Linked DNA regions of Hordeum vulgare: region 2 is linked to region 1. Evidence: chromatin contacts called from public Hi-C data. All regions are on one chromosome and are shown on one strand. The core of a region is the stretch at or near the end of the contact, and the rest is flanking DNA. Distances in the headings are between cores, read along the strand shown.

Region 1 (5,754 bases), core at 598-3,097:
GATTTCTTAAGATTGAGGCGACCACCGTTTCCCAGTTTCAATTTTTTATTTAGGCCGTATCATGAGAAAGAAAAAAATACAAGCTACCCATCATGAACAATAGGTACAGCAACTCATCACAGATTCAGTTGGATGTTTACCTGTTTAAGCGACACCGGAAAAGTGAGTTTCCCACAGAACTCCGGGCTCTGAACTATATCTTTACAGATCTCTCTCCACGCACTGCAGACAGCCGCACAAGCCACAACATCTTTGCGGGAGGGCCAAGTGCTCTCGCCTTCCTCCAGCCTTTTCATCACATCACGAAGTAATTCAGGAGGAAGACCAACCCAGCCATTCTGGTCAGCCACCACAGCTCCGCCGTGCAGCTCACCCGGTGGCCCGAAAGACTTCCCCCGGTGATGATGGCCGGAAAGACCAGGGAGGCCTGAAATCCTCACCTCAAAGCCCCGCCTTGATAAGCTTCCGAAGCTCTCTCTAACATCGCGGACTATGCTGCGGAAAGACATATCTGCCAGAAACTCTGCTATGACAACCAGAGCTTCACCGATGTCCTAGACCTCAAGGCCTTCTGAATGAGCTTCCCGGCACTGCATATACACAAGGAAAGTGAATAGGAAGATTAGCGTGTAGTGGTGCTGTAAAATAATCATCCACTAGGAGAAGCAATCGGCGCGCATAGACTAACGGATCGCGGACTAGAGATTAATAGTACCATTCTGGTTTGAATAGTCTCGAGTCAGTGGGCTACCGGTTCTAGTCGCGCACTCAATACATGATAAAGATGAGGGGAAATTGGCTACACAGACAGCTAACTCTCTGATGGCGATTGGTGATGCCACGGGAGGGGAAAAAACAAAGCCCTCTGATGGTGAAAGGCTAACAGAAGGCGCCATTTTACTGGTATATTAAACCTAATCATGTCACACGGCAGGCATGGCACCACAACTTTGACCCACTGTCCTCAGAGGAAGAAAGTTTACATTTTTATCCTTCCTTTTATCCTGTATGACCTGCAGTGCAGTTGCATAGTACTATCTCTTGGCTACTGTGGCAGGTACAAGATCTGCATGAAGTTACTTGGGAGATACTTACGTACTAGTACTATTGTGCTTCTATTCTATGTTTGTGAAATACAAGAAGGGAAAGTGAATCTATTATATTTCCTCTACGCGTAAACAAAGCTAAACAGAAGAAAGTAATCATGGAATGAAGCAATCAGAGCGCTGGAAATATGTGCTAGATATATAAAGTCTGCTGCAAGAATCAGATGCCAGAAATGGATGCGCTGGTGGATGCAGGAGGAGGAAGTGAAGGAGCGGCCATCTTACCGGCCCCAAACTTGAAAGAGATTCTTCCCCTTACGCGGAGAGGAGATCCCGAGCTTTTTGCGGGCGAGGCCAGCAGCGAGCGATCTCTCCGCCTTCCCCAAAGCCCCCAAAGCCAGAGAAGATGGACAGAGGAGCAAAACCGCCGAGCTTCCTTTCCACCCGTGAGCGCGCGACCTTTTCCTCCGGAGAAAAAAAAAAAGCTTTCCGGCGCGAGCTTTGCTCCAAAAGACGCGCAGGAAAAGGTGGAACGGCGCGGGGACGGGCGGAGGAAGAGCCCGGTCCGGTGTATCGGCCGATCTGCGGCGGAGGCGAGGCCGGAGGTCCGGGAGGCGGGGCGAGGGGATTTATTGATGAGATGGGGAAATGGGACTTGGTTTCGGGGAGGAGGAAGACCGGCGGATCGTGAGAGAATTCCTCTTTCTTTGATTTGGAAAAGGGTTTTGTTGCACATGAGACATGGCCGCCTCACCAACCACCGCATTGCCCGGCCGGCCGACCGTCCGTCGTGTACTCTTGTACTAGTAGTACGGGACGTGGAGTATACTGCCTTATACAAATGTGCGCGTCTGCTGACTGCTAAATTATACGGATGGATCTTTTACCGTACATAAGTTTACTGGACTTGCCCAAACATAAGATGTTTTAAATATTTTAATACTTTCTCATATGTAATTCTGATCCTTTCTGCAAACATAAAATGAAAAAAAAAATCACAAATAAGATTGAAGAAAGTCTACCCCAGTGCCAGATTAGTCGAGACTCTAGAGCGAGAAGCCAATTCAACGGTATCCTCTTCTGCTTACTTTCACACTCCCTGCTGGAACTATGGTACAGTAAGATGTTTCAAATAAGACTAGAGTGTTTAAATAATACTCCCTCCGTTTCTAAATATAAGTCTTTCTAGAGATTACACTGGTAGACTACATACAGATGTATATAGACATACTTTAGAGTATAGATTCACTCATTTTGCTTCGTATGTAGACTCTTAGTGGAATCTCTTAAAAAACTTATATTTAGGAACGGAGGGAGTATAAGGGTAGACTACTGATTGGTGTCCGTCTGCATATGTGAGCACCATGTACATTCTAGATAGGCCATCTGTTAATGGGCCTTAACTACTATTCCTTCTGTTTTAAGATGAGTGTTTAATTTTAAACTAGAGTTAGTATAAAGTGGAGACATTTATTTTGAGATGAAGGAAATATGTTCAAGTTTATTCCCTTTGTTTTTGTTTACTTTGCATATTATCTTTGACCAAAGTCTAATTTTATAAAGTTTGATCAAGTTTATAAAAAGCAATATGAACATTACATTAATAAATTTGTATGATGTGAAAATATATTCAATGATGAATTAAATCATATTGACTTGGTGGTCTATATGTTAATGATTCATCTGTTTCTAAATATAAGTCTTTTTAAAGGTTTTAATGTAAAACTACATACAAATGTATATAGACATACACTAGGATATAGATTCACTTATTTTTGCTTCGTATGTAGTCCTCTAATATTTAGGAACGAAGGGAGTATATTTTTTTATAAATTTGTTGAAAATATATAAAGTTAAACTTTAAAGAAGCCTAATATTGAAGTAATAGAAACAAAGTGAGTATCAATTTTAGTAATTTTAGTCCTCGTTTCTTTTTCCGAGGGAATATGTATGTAGTTTTTTGTTATTTTTTATGTTCTCCATACCATGATTACGGTACAGATTATGTAGATCGAAAGTTTCTTTCATAAATATGGAAAAAAACTCATGTTCAACCGATCGATCTTTTTTGATACGTCCGGCGAATGCTATGCTCGCCACGCGTTTTGATTAGGCTCATACACATCCCATCTCTCCTTAATCCTTATCTCTTTAGAGCTCTCGTCACTAATGTGTTCTCTACCTACTCATATTCCTGCAACTGGCCACCTGTTCAAAAAGCAAAGCATGACAAATCGTATTTTGCAGACCGAACTAGAAGATAACTTCGTTGGCGATGGCCTTCACGATCATGGCGGGGTGACCAGAGTGGTCAGGTCCAAGCGGCGTACATTGATGTCGGCCAGGTACTGGCAGGGAAGAGCCTTCAGCATGTCTCATCCATGCGCGGTGCGTCCACCTCGTCGGAGCGAAGGAGCGACGAGGCAACCTGGTCGAAGGTCCAATGCTTGTCGCCGATGGGGATGGCGGCGCCTCTCCTCCCTCTGCACCGTTCGACGGAGCTCTCGGTGAACGGCAATTGTTATTTTCTTGCAACACCCTCCTTGTTGCAAGAAAATTTTCTGCAACATTAGTCACGTTTCAAAACTATTTTGTTAAAAAAACTGTAACATTAGCTTTGTTGCAAAAAAAAATCTGCAATAATATCTACATCCGATCGATAGATTTTTTGCAACGCGATCTCTGTTGCAGAAAATATTCTATAACAAACTTCGTTGTAAATAAAATTTTATAGAAATTTTCACAACTTCTGAAACATAGACCTTGTTTTAAAAAAAAAAACGGTTCAACAGGAGCGCAACAAGGCTCGTCTTGCAACGCCCCGAACGCAACACAAGCCTGGTTGCAAAAGTTAATGTAAACTATCCTATGACTATTAAGATGACGGATGTTTTTTAAACATCATTCGGCAGACGCTTAGCAACACTTATCATAAAATATGCCTGTAGTATTCTTCCATAAAATATTGATAATTAATTTGGGCACCGGTTTCGTGCACTTCAGATTGACTTTAGAGATGCCGTAACATGGATTGTCCACACATGACCCTTGGCTCTTTGCTGCAGCTATGACATTTTGTCAATGCTATGTTGGTAGTATTCTGTATACGTAAGGACGATGCATATGGAGCAGAAGCATACTCGTGTGCCACACAAACAAACTACTACTGCTTGTCGGCGACGTGCATAACTAAATCTCTCTTTTCTAAGCCACGTACGTTGCACTGTCAAGACATGTGATGTGAGTCAAGATTTTTTTTAGCAATGTCGACACCACATTGGTCTTCGTTGGCTAGTTCAAAAATACTCATCCTATATGCCGGTGGGGACGTCCATTCGCCGACGTCATCCGAGAAAACAGAACACGCTATACTGTAGTGACTTCCATCTCGCATGGGGTCCAACGCTATTTCCAAATTTTCATCCGCATCCGTTTATGAATAGGAGTGGATATAAAAGATCAGCCGGCGGATACGGATATGAAGCCGCCATCCAATGCTATATGTATAGATACGCTCATCGTTGCAAATAACGGTGATCGGTACAACACATTGATGTTATTGAGAAGGCCGCATATGTTGAGCATGTAAAAAAACATGTCAAATTCAAAGGGCATGTAATGCAACCACTTCAAAAACCATGGTGGGTTTCTTAACATGACTCTGATATTGACCTTGTAAATCCATTGGGCGGTTCTTCCATTTTTATTGTACACAGTCAAGATATCAAAGCAAGCCTGGCCATCCTCTTGCTTCTAAGATTGCCAAGAGACTCTCGGTATATGTCACACTTGGTTCTCTTAAGTATTGAGGTGCAAACACCTCTACCACAGCAGTTGCAAACCTGACCATGACATCTCCGCATGTGCTCTCACACATCCGTAGGTACTCACCCCATGAATCAGCAGCCGTGCCATATGCAAGTATCCACAGCGTGGTCATACACTTCCGGTAACAAAATGAGCCATTTTTTCCACAACGCCCTTCTTAGTCATCATAAGATCGGGCACCGTGGTATAAAAGGTCGAAAACAGTCTCGTGCATCCAAAAACACCGACGAAAATGGTCAACGAAGAGTGCATCCAGGGCAAAGTAGTAGACCATAAGTGTCAAATGGCCACGTTCCCTTTTGTGGTTGAGCACTCGATGACCCTTGGTTGATACCTTGAAATTAAGAACATGCTTCTTCACACGCTCCGTGTTTTCAAGGACCGCCCGCATCATCGTCGTCTCATCCGTGTAGTCCTCCTCGTCGGACGAGCCATCAGACGACTCAACATAGTGCTCGTATATGTACTCAAAATTGGAATTCGTTGCTAGAAAAAAGAAGGAAAACTTTTTTCGCTGTGGCAATTCATTGAACATTTGTCAGGCATGGTGAGTATATCACTAGTGAATGTTACCTGGTGGGGTGGTCGGAGGATAGGGGTTGATCAGCGACAGAGGAGAAACAGGGTGGATCCCGGCTGGAATGATGGAGGTGACACAGATGTAGAGTTCAGGCACGGGTGACGGAGCAAAATACCGTCAGATCCTTCTTTAGGGTTCATGACGAGACCGAAAGTACCGAGACGGGGTCTGCACACATAGTTTATCCAGGTTCGGTCATTTGAAGAGTAATACCCCGCGTACTGCTTCTTCTGGTTAATCATGATGAGGGGATATCTCGTGCAGAGGATTACAATGATCTACGGGATGTCTGCCGAGAGT
Region 2 (6,557 bases), core at 3,352-5,851, 260 kb after region 1:
AAAGAAAAGGTTTTGCATTTTAAAATAGCACCTGTAAATAAAATACACACAGCCTCCCAGGGGTTTGAAGAAACAAAAACAAAAATATCTAGGGCATAAGGGAATTATGCCCTATTTAAATAAAATGAAAACCAGAATTTTGGAGCAACTAAATTAAATGCAAAAAGAGAATAACTATGCTATTTTTGTATTTAAACCCCCAATCATTTAAGTTTTAACAACCCCAAAACAGTACCCCTCAAACACAAGGTAAAACTACAAAATGAACAACATTTTTAAAACAGGTTTTGAGCAAGTTAAACTTGAGCTCAATTAAATAAAGAAGAAGGGGTTTTTGAAACCTAGTTTGAAACAATCATGATTTTGAAAACATCATCACATCAATCACAACACACTCCACTCATGTTGGAACAAGCAACAACATCATCACAATGGAATTGACATGGAGGCAATGAATGCCATGATGCAAAGGTGATGACACAATACTAAGCCACATGAAATGATAACTCCATAGCATTGACATCATGACCCAAAATAGGAAAGGGTTCCAAATATGGCAAGGGTTACATATGGGGCATTACATCAAGTCATCTCGGAGCCATATTCACATCAGACCATATCATCGAGGTACCAATTGGGGATATTTGGATTATGCACTAGAGATCGGCATTACTTGATGACCAAAGCGTATGTGGTGTTCGACGTGACGGTTGAGGAGATGGCTCTTCATAGGGTGATAATACAGTTCGATCTATGTCGAGAGCCTAAATTTCCAATTGTTCCTCACATACCAACACATGTGCACAAGTAAGTAATTCTAATTTACTCCCTCCGTTCCTAAATATAAGTCTTTTAATAGATTTCACTAGGGGTCTACATACAGAACAAAATGAGTGAATCTACATTCTAAGGTATGTCTATGTACATTCGTATGTAGTTCACTTGTGGAACCTCTAAAAAGACTTATATTTAGGAACGAAGGGAGTAGTTCTCAACACTACATTCCGAATATAGCTAACCATGTAACACATGTTCCAATTTCACATACGACCCTCTAGGAGGAAACAAGTATATGGTTGTTTGGCTTCAAAGCATTAGCCCTTAAGTTGAGGAATGGAAAACTGCGCCGACAAATATTTGGGATGAGGTTTGACCCTTTGACTGGGACAATTTCGGGTTGTAGCTGCATCGTTACTGGAAAACAACAATGATCTTCTTGGTTCCATCAGCTACTCCTGATCATATGGAAGTCCCATTCACCAGCGATATGTACCCAACAACCTCTGTTGTAGGAACCATACACCATGTGGTACATACCATGTAACTCATATGTGTGGTTATCTCATAATCTCATCATCTACAATTGGTTAACTCTTCATCTACAAAGTGACTTGATTGTCGAGGCACAAGAGGAGGTTTCCACTTTAATGCGGTGGGTTGAGAGAGGGGATACTATCCCACAACCATATCACCTCTCATGGTTGAGGCATTTAGATGAGAAGCTACGATGGATTTATGTAGTCGTTACATGTAGTCGCTCTTCGGATGTTGTAGTTCCTCATCCAGCACATCATCGACCACGTCCCTTTGTGCATCATTCAGAACCACGATGAATGGCTTCACCCCCGCGTCAAACTTACTTCCCACCACCTCCTTCACAACCAGCGAGCTTGTCTTGGCATCATCAAACGGGACTAGGTAACACTACTTTGTGCATTCTTTTCAACATTGTACGTTTGAAATGCAATTTTATATGCCCAACTCTACTGAAGTCAGCAACCAGTCACCACGGTTCATGCCCTCAGTGCAGTAACCGATGTTTAGTGGTGATGGATCACTTTTGGAGGGCCATGACGATGACGATGACCAAGCTACACACACTTATGACTCCTCTTAGACATTGTTTCAGACTCCACTACCGCCACCCATGCAGGAGACATGGACCATGGAAGACGAGGCTATCTACGGTCGTGGTTATCGTGAGCATCGTCAATGCTTATCGCCTTCCGGTCCTCGTCCGAGGAAGCCACAACTTCGTCATCATCCCCGAGAGTGATATGATTATCTGTGTATGACACATATATATGTCCATCCATGTGTTGTTTCAGACTATTCTCATGCGTGAGTCATTGTTTATGTATGAGACATGCTTTTATGTATGTGTTACTATTGCACAATCTTAAACATAATGATTTTCATGTTTCATAAAAATTGTCACACGACACAACAGGAAATCAATATACAACATAATGCTCCTACACTAGAGTAACACAATACACTAGAATTGGACAATACTAACTGATTCTGCAGTGAAGTGTAAAAACAACGTGAAGTCTTCATCATTATTCTCGCTAACAAGTGGCTTCCAGAGGTCTTCACGATTGCGTCCAAATGTTCTCTTAACTATTTTCCCTGGCATAAACTCATTAGCGGGATCGTAATCAGCATCGGCACCCTTCGATGATACTACACTCTTACTTGATCTACCACTCTTTGTGATGGCACGAGTCTTGTATTTGTTTTGAGCTTTCTTGCTTGTCATAAAGTTATCGTCGTTGCTCTTCACTTTCTTACAACTACTGCCAACCCTCTTAGATGAAACACGGGCCTTGCCTCTATTCTGAGCTCGTTTGCTTGGCATAAAATCATCACCGTCGTCTTCAATAGCTTTCTTGGAGCTAGCACCACCCCTCGCCGATGCAACACTCTGTCTCCAAACTCTCGGCTCTGGTATGGGACCCCGGATAGACTTCATCCATCCAAAGTTGAAGATATCCTTGTTCAACAAGTCCGCGTCCTCAGGGTACCTCTTACAATTAACAACAATAACAACATAGTTACAAATGAGCATATGGTGTACCTCGGTGCAAGCTAAAATGAAGCAGTATCAAATACCTTAACGTGGTCCTTGTACTGCTTCTGTGGATAGTTTATTATTGGATTGTCAACAAGTAAAGGCCTATAGGTAATGTGTGCACTCATATGTTTGAGTTCAACAATCCTATCCCACCTTGCACGCAATCGAAAAAATTATTCTCATCTGGGTTCCTATCTAGGCACTTCTCCGAGAGACCAGGCCAGAAGAAACACTTCCCCAACTCCGTCAGGTGCCTATCACTACTAACTAATTCTTCAAAACACACACATCCATTACTAGGCCTCTACTTTCTAGCGGCATTGACCAAGAGCAAATGAGACATCACTGGAGTAAAGTCGCGGGAATTATCGCTGGACATGGGTGGAAATATTGCTAAGCAAAGATGCAGAAGACAACAGGCAATGGGGCCGTTTTTATAGAATGATGGTAAGGGGTTGGCAGGAAAATTGGGCGGGAAAGAGAGTGAAGGGAAACAACGGCGGGAACATTGAGCAGGAAAGAAAATGGCTGGAACATTAGGAGGGGTCAGAGAAAGGAGGGAAAGGGTTGGCGGAAAAATAAGACGTGAACAATGTCGGGAAATGCTACGCGGGAGGAATGACGGGGAAAGAAACATCAAAAGATCACTCTTTGGTTTAGCTAGTGTGAAGCAAAGAGTGCATTTTGGCCAAGCCTAGGAAGAAGAGTGGTGACATGCATCTTCAGTCAACAAATCACGCGAAGTGGTGGACTCTTTGGCCTACAGTTGACCGAAGATTACTCTTCGAATGAGAGTAAATCGGAGAGGTGATTTCGGATTGTTTCTATTGATTTTTAGCACAAGAAGGACATAAAAGGTGACTTCGGCCGATGCCTGACCCAAGAATAGTTCTTGGGCCTATACAAGATGGACGGGTCATATTTTTGAAAAATTCAGATTAGGGCATACACCTCTCAAATCTCCCCTAATAATAAAGCACGCACTGTTTCTGGCGTCTGTCGCAGCATTTTTGCAAAAACACCTCTGTAGTTTCCTCTAATTAACCCGCGGTACGTTCTTAAGTGAGGCCGAACCATTTTTTTACATTTTACAAAAACCCATTACTTTCGTGCTAAATAACCCGCGGTCCAAATTATATTAAGAGCGAATCGTTTTTTAAATTTTTTACGTACACTCCTCACATATGCGTTAATAACCTCAAAGTCCATTCAGAATAAATATGTATTTTCAAATAACAATATATTTTAAACCGTAAATCCAATTTAAACATGTTATATATGAAACTTGATTAGAAAAATGTTTAGAGTTTGAATATGTTGTTATTTTACATATTAAATATTTTAAAAAATACTATTTAGGATACAATGCTAATTAATATTTGTCTTTATTTCGTACCGACTATTTGTATTGTAACATGTTAACTTAAGCATAAATATTTGGGAAATGTTATAATCTTTGGACATGATATACTTGCACTAGGTTCTTTCTTTGTACATATTTTATAATATAAGACCTTACGTACGTGCCTTTTTTTAACAGTATCCACGCGCGTTTTTACCAATGGACTACACTTTTTTTACTGTTTATTTTTCTTCCGTTGCAACGCACGGGCATTTGTGCTAGTTTGTTATAAAAAATAAATATAGAAAAACACCCACACGTGACACGTCCACGCGGCTCCTCTCCCTCTCATAACCCTAAGCAAGGCTCATCGCCGCCACTTACGCCCGGCTCCACTCCTCCGCCGGCAGTTCCGGCCATCCAAGCCCCTTACCCGCCGGATCCCGTCCCGTCGACGCCCGAGGCCCCGCCGCCAGCGGCCAGCCAGGAGCAGTGACCTCATCGCGAGGAGATCGAATCCCATCCCGACGCCATTGACGGCCGAGCCACCAGCAGCATCCCGACGCGACGCCCAAACCGCAAGGTGCCGATCGAGAGGGCCAAATGGCACAGATTCCAAACCTCGACAACGCGCCGCTCAATCTCGCCGCCCTCAGGGAGCAGTCGCAGAAGGAACTCGTCAGCATAATCAAGAGCATCAGGGGGAACAAGTGTCTGGTCATCGACCCGAAACTTGCGGGCGCCCTCTCGCTGATCCTACACACCTCGGTGCTAAAGGAACACGTCACGGAGCTGCGGATCCTCTCCGCCAACCCTCTGCGGACGGAATGCCCCAAGGTGGTGTACCTTGTTCGGCCCCAGCTGAGCTTGATGAAACTCGTCGCAGATCAAATCAGGAACGACGAATCCGAGGGGCTCCAGAGGGAATACCACCTATATTTCGTACCACGTCGTGTAGTTGCCTGTGAGATGATTCTGGAGGAAGAGGGAGTTCATCAAAAGTTGGCGACAATCGGAGAGTATCCCTTGTATCTGGTTCCTTTGGATGAGGATGTCCTTTCCTTTTGAGCTTGGTGATGATGACCACTCCTTGCAGGAATGTCACCTTACTGAAGGGGATACGGGGACTTCTGTCTGGCACGTTGCAGAGGCTATCCATAGGTTAGAGCTTGCCTTTGGGGCCATCCCCAATGTAAGAGCTAAGGGTGTGGCATCAACCAGAGCTGCCCAGCTGCTCAACCATATGCATCTCCAAGACCCTGTCGACATGGATGATATGGGGGTTCCGGAGATAGAGACCGTTATTCTGCTGGACCGAGAGGTGGATATGGTGACACCAATGTGCTCTCAGCTGACGTACGAAGGCCTATTAGACGAGATGTTGGAAATTCATAACGGATCCGTGGAAGTTGACGCCTGCGTTATGGACTCCCAACAAGATGGAAAAAAGGTCAAGGTTCCACTCAATTCGAGCGATAAGTTGTACAGGGAGATTCGAGACCTCAACTTCCATGTTGTGCTTAAGGTCGTCCACCAAAAGGCAATGGCTATTCAGCAAGATTACGCGCAAGTGAAATCCACAAACACACATTCGGTCTCTGAGATCAAGGATTTCGTGAAGAGGTTATACTCGCTACCTGAGATAACCAGGCATGTTAATTTGACGCATCATTTGCAATCGGTTGTGAGAAAACTCTCATTCCATGCCCGAGTGGAGATTGAACAAAAGATACTGGAGGCGCAGGACTATGAAACGTGTTACAAGTACATTGAGGAGATCATACAGAAGCAAGAGCCTATTGAAACCGTGCTTCGCCTTCTAGTGTTATTTTCCCTTACAAATGCCGGATTGCCGAGGAAGAGTTTCGACTACCTGAGACAGGAGATACTGCACAGCTATGGCTTCGAGCACATGCCCTTGTTGTACAATCTGGAGAAAGCTGGCCTTGTTAAAAGGCGGGAATCGAGGAGTAATTGGGCTGTTATCAGGAGAGCTCTCAAGCTTATAGTTGATATAAAGGATCCTAATGATCCCCCTGATGATATATTATACGTCTTTGCTGGATACGCGCCTCTTAGTGTTCGCCTTGTTGAGCACGCAGTGAGGTCTGGATGGCGATCTATTGAAGAAGTGTTGAAATTATTGCCAGGTCCTCATCTTGATTTGAAAAGAGGTGTTTCGGCCATTAGTGGTTCAGCAGAATTGCTACCACACAGGGCACAGCAGAATGCCGACGGGGTTGGTCGTCGTTCCGTTGTTCTGGTTGTGTTTGTTGGTGGCGTAACATTTGCTGAGATTGCCACGCTTCGATTTCTTGGTGCACAGGAAGGAATGGGCTGTGACTTCGTGGTTGCAAC

The links. A called contact is a pair of places that touch in the nucleus more often than the background predicts.
Region 2: a Hi-C map of seedling shows a contact between it and region 1, with 6 times the contacts expected there. The contact joins the enhancer-like site here to the promoter of LOC123412510 in region 1. A contact is called at or near these places in 5 of 6 Hi-C or Micro-C datasets (leaf, seedling and an unstated tissue) and 1 of 1 datasets of contacts at active chromatin or transcription factors (embryo).

The regions. Positions count from the first base shown.
Region 1 is chr7H:443,117,628-443,123,381 of MorexV3_pseudomolecules_assembly, forward strand. It overlaps LOC123412510 (tubby-like F-box protein 12), which reads right to left and starts at 1,848. Exons shown (of 5, transcript XM_045105464.1): 1 at 1,332-1,848; 2 at 141-590. The coding sequence starts at 509.
Region 2 is chr7H:443,376,285-443,382,841 of MorexV3_pseudomolecules_assembly, forward strand. It overlaps the pseudogene LOC123407471. Among protein-coding and RNA genes, the nearest start is that of LOC123407472, 14 kb to the right of the region's middle. Within about 2 kb of position 4,602, at least 1 of the 3 cell types and tissues checked has open chromatin away from gene starts, as enhancers often do. A contact at or near this core is called in seedling, where this site is marked.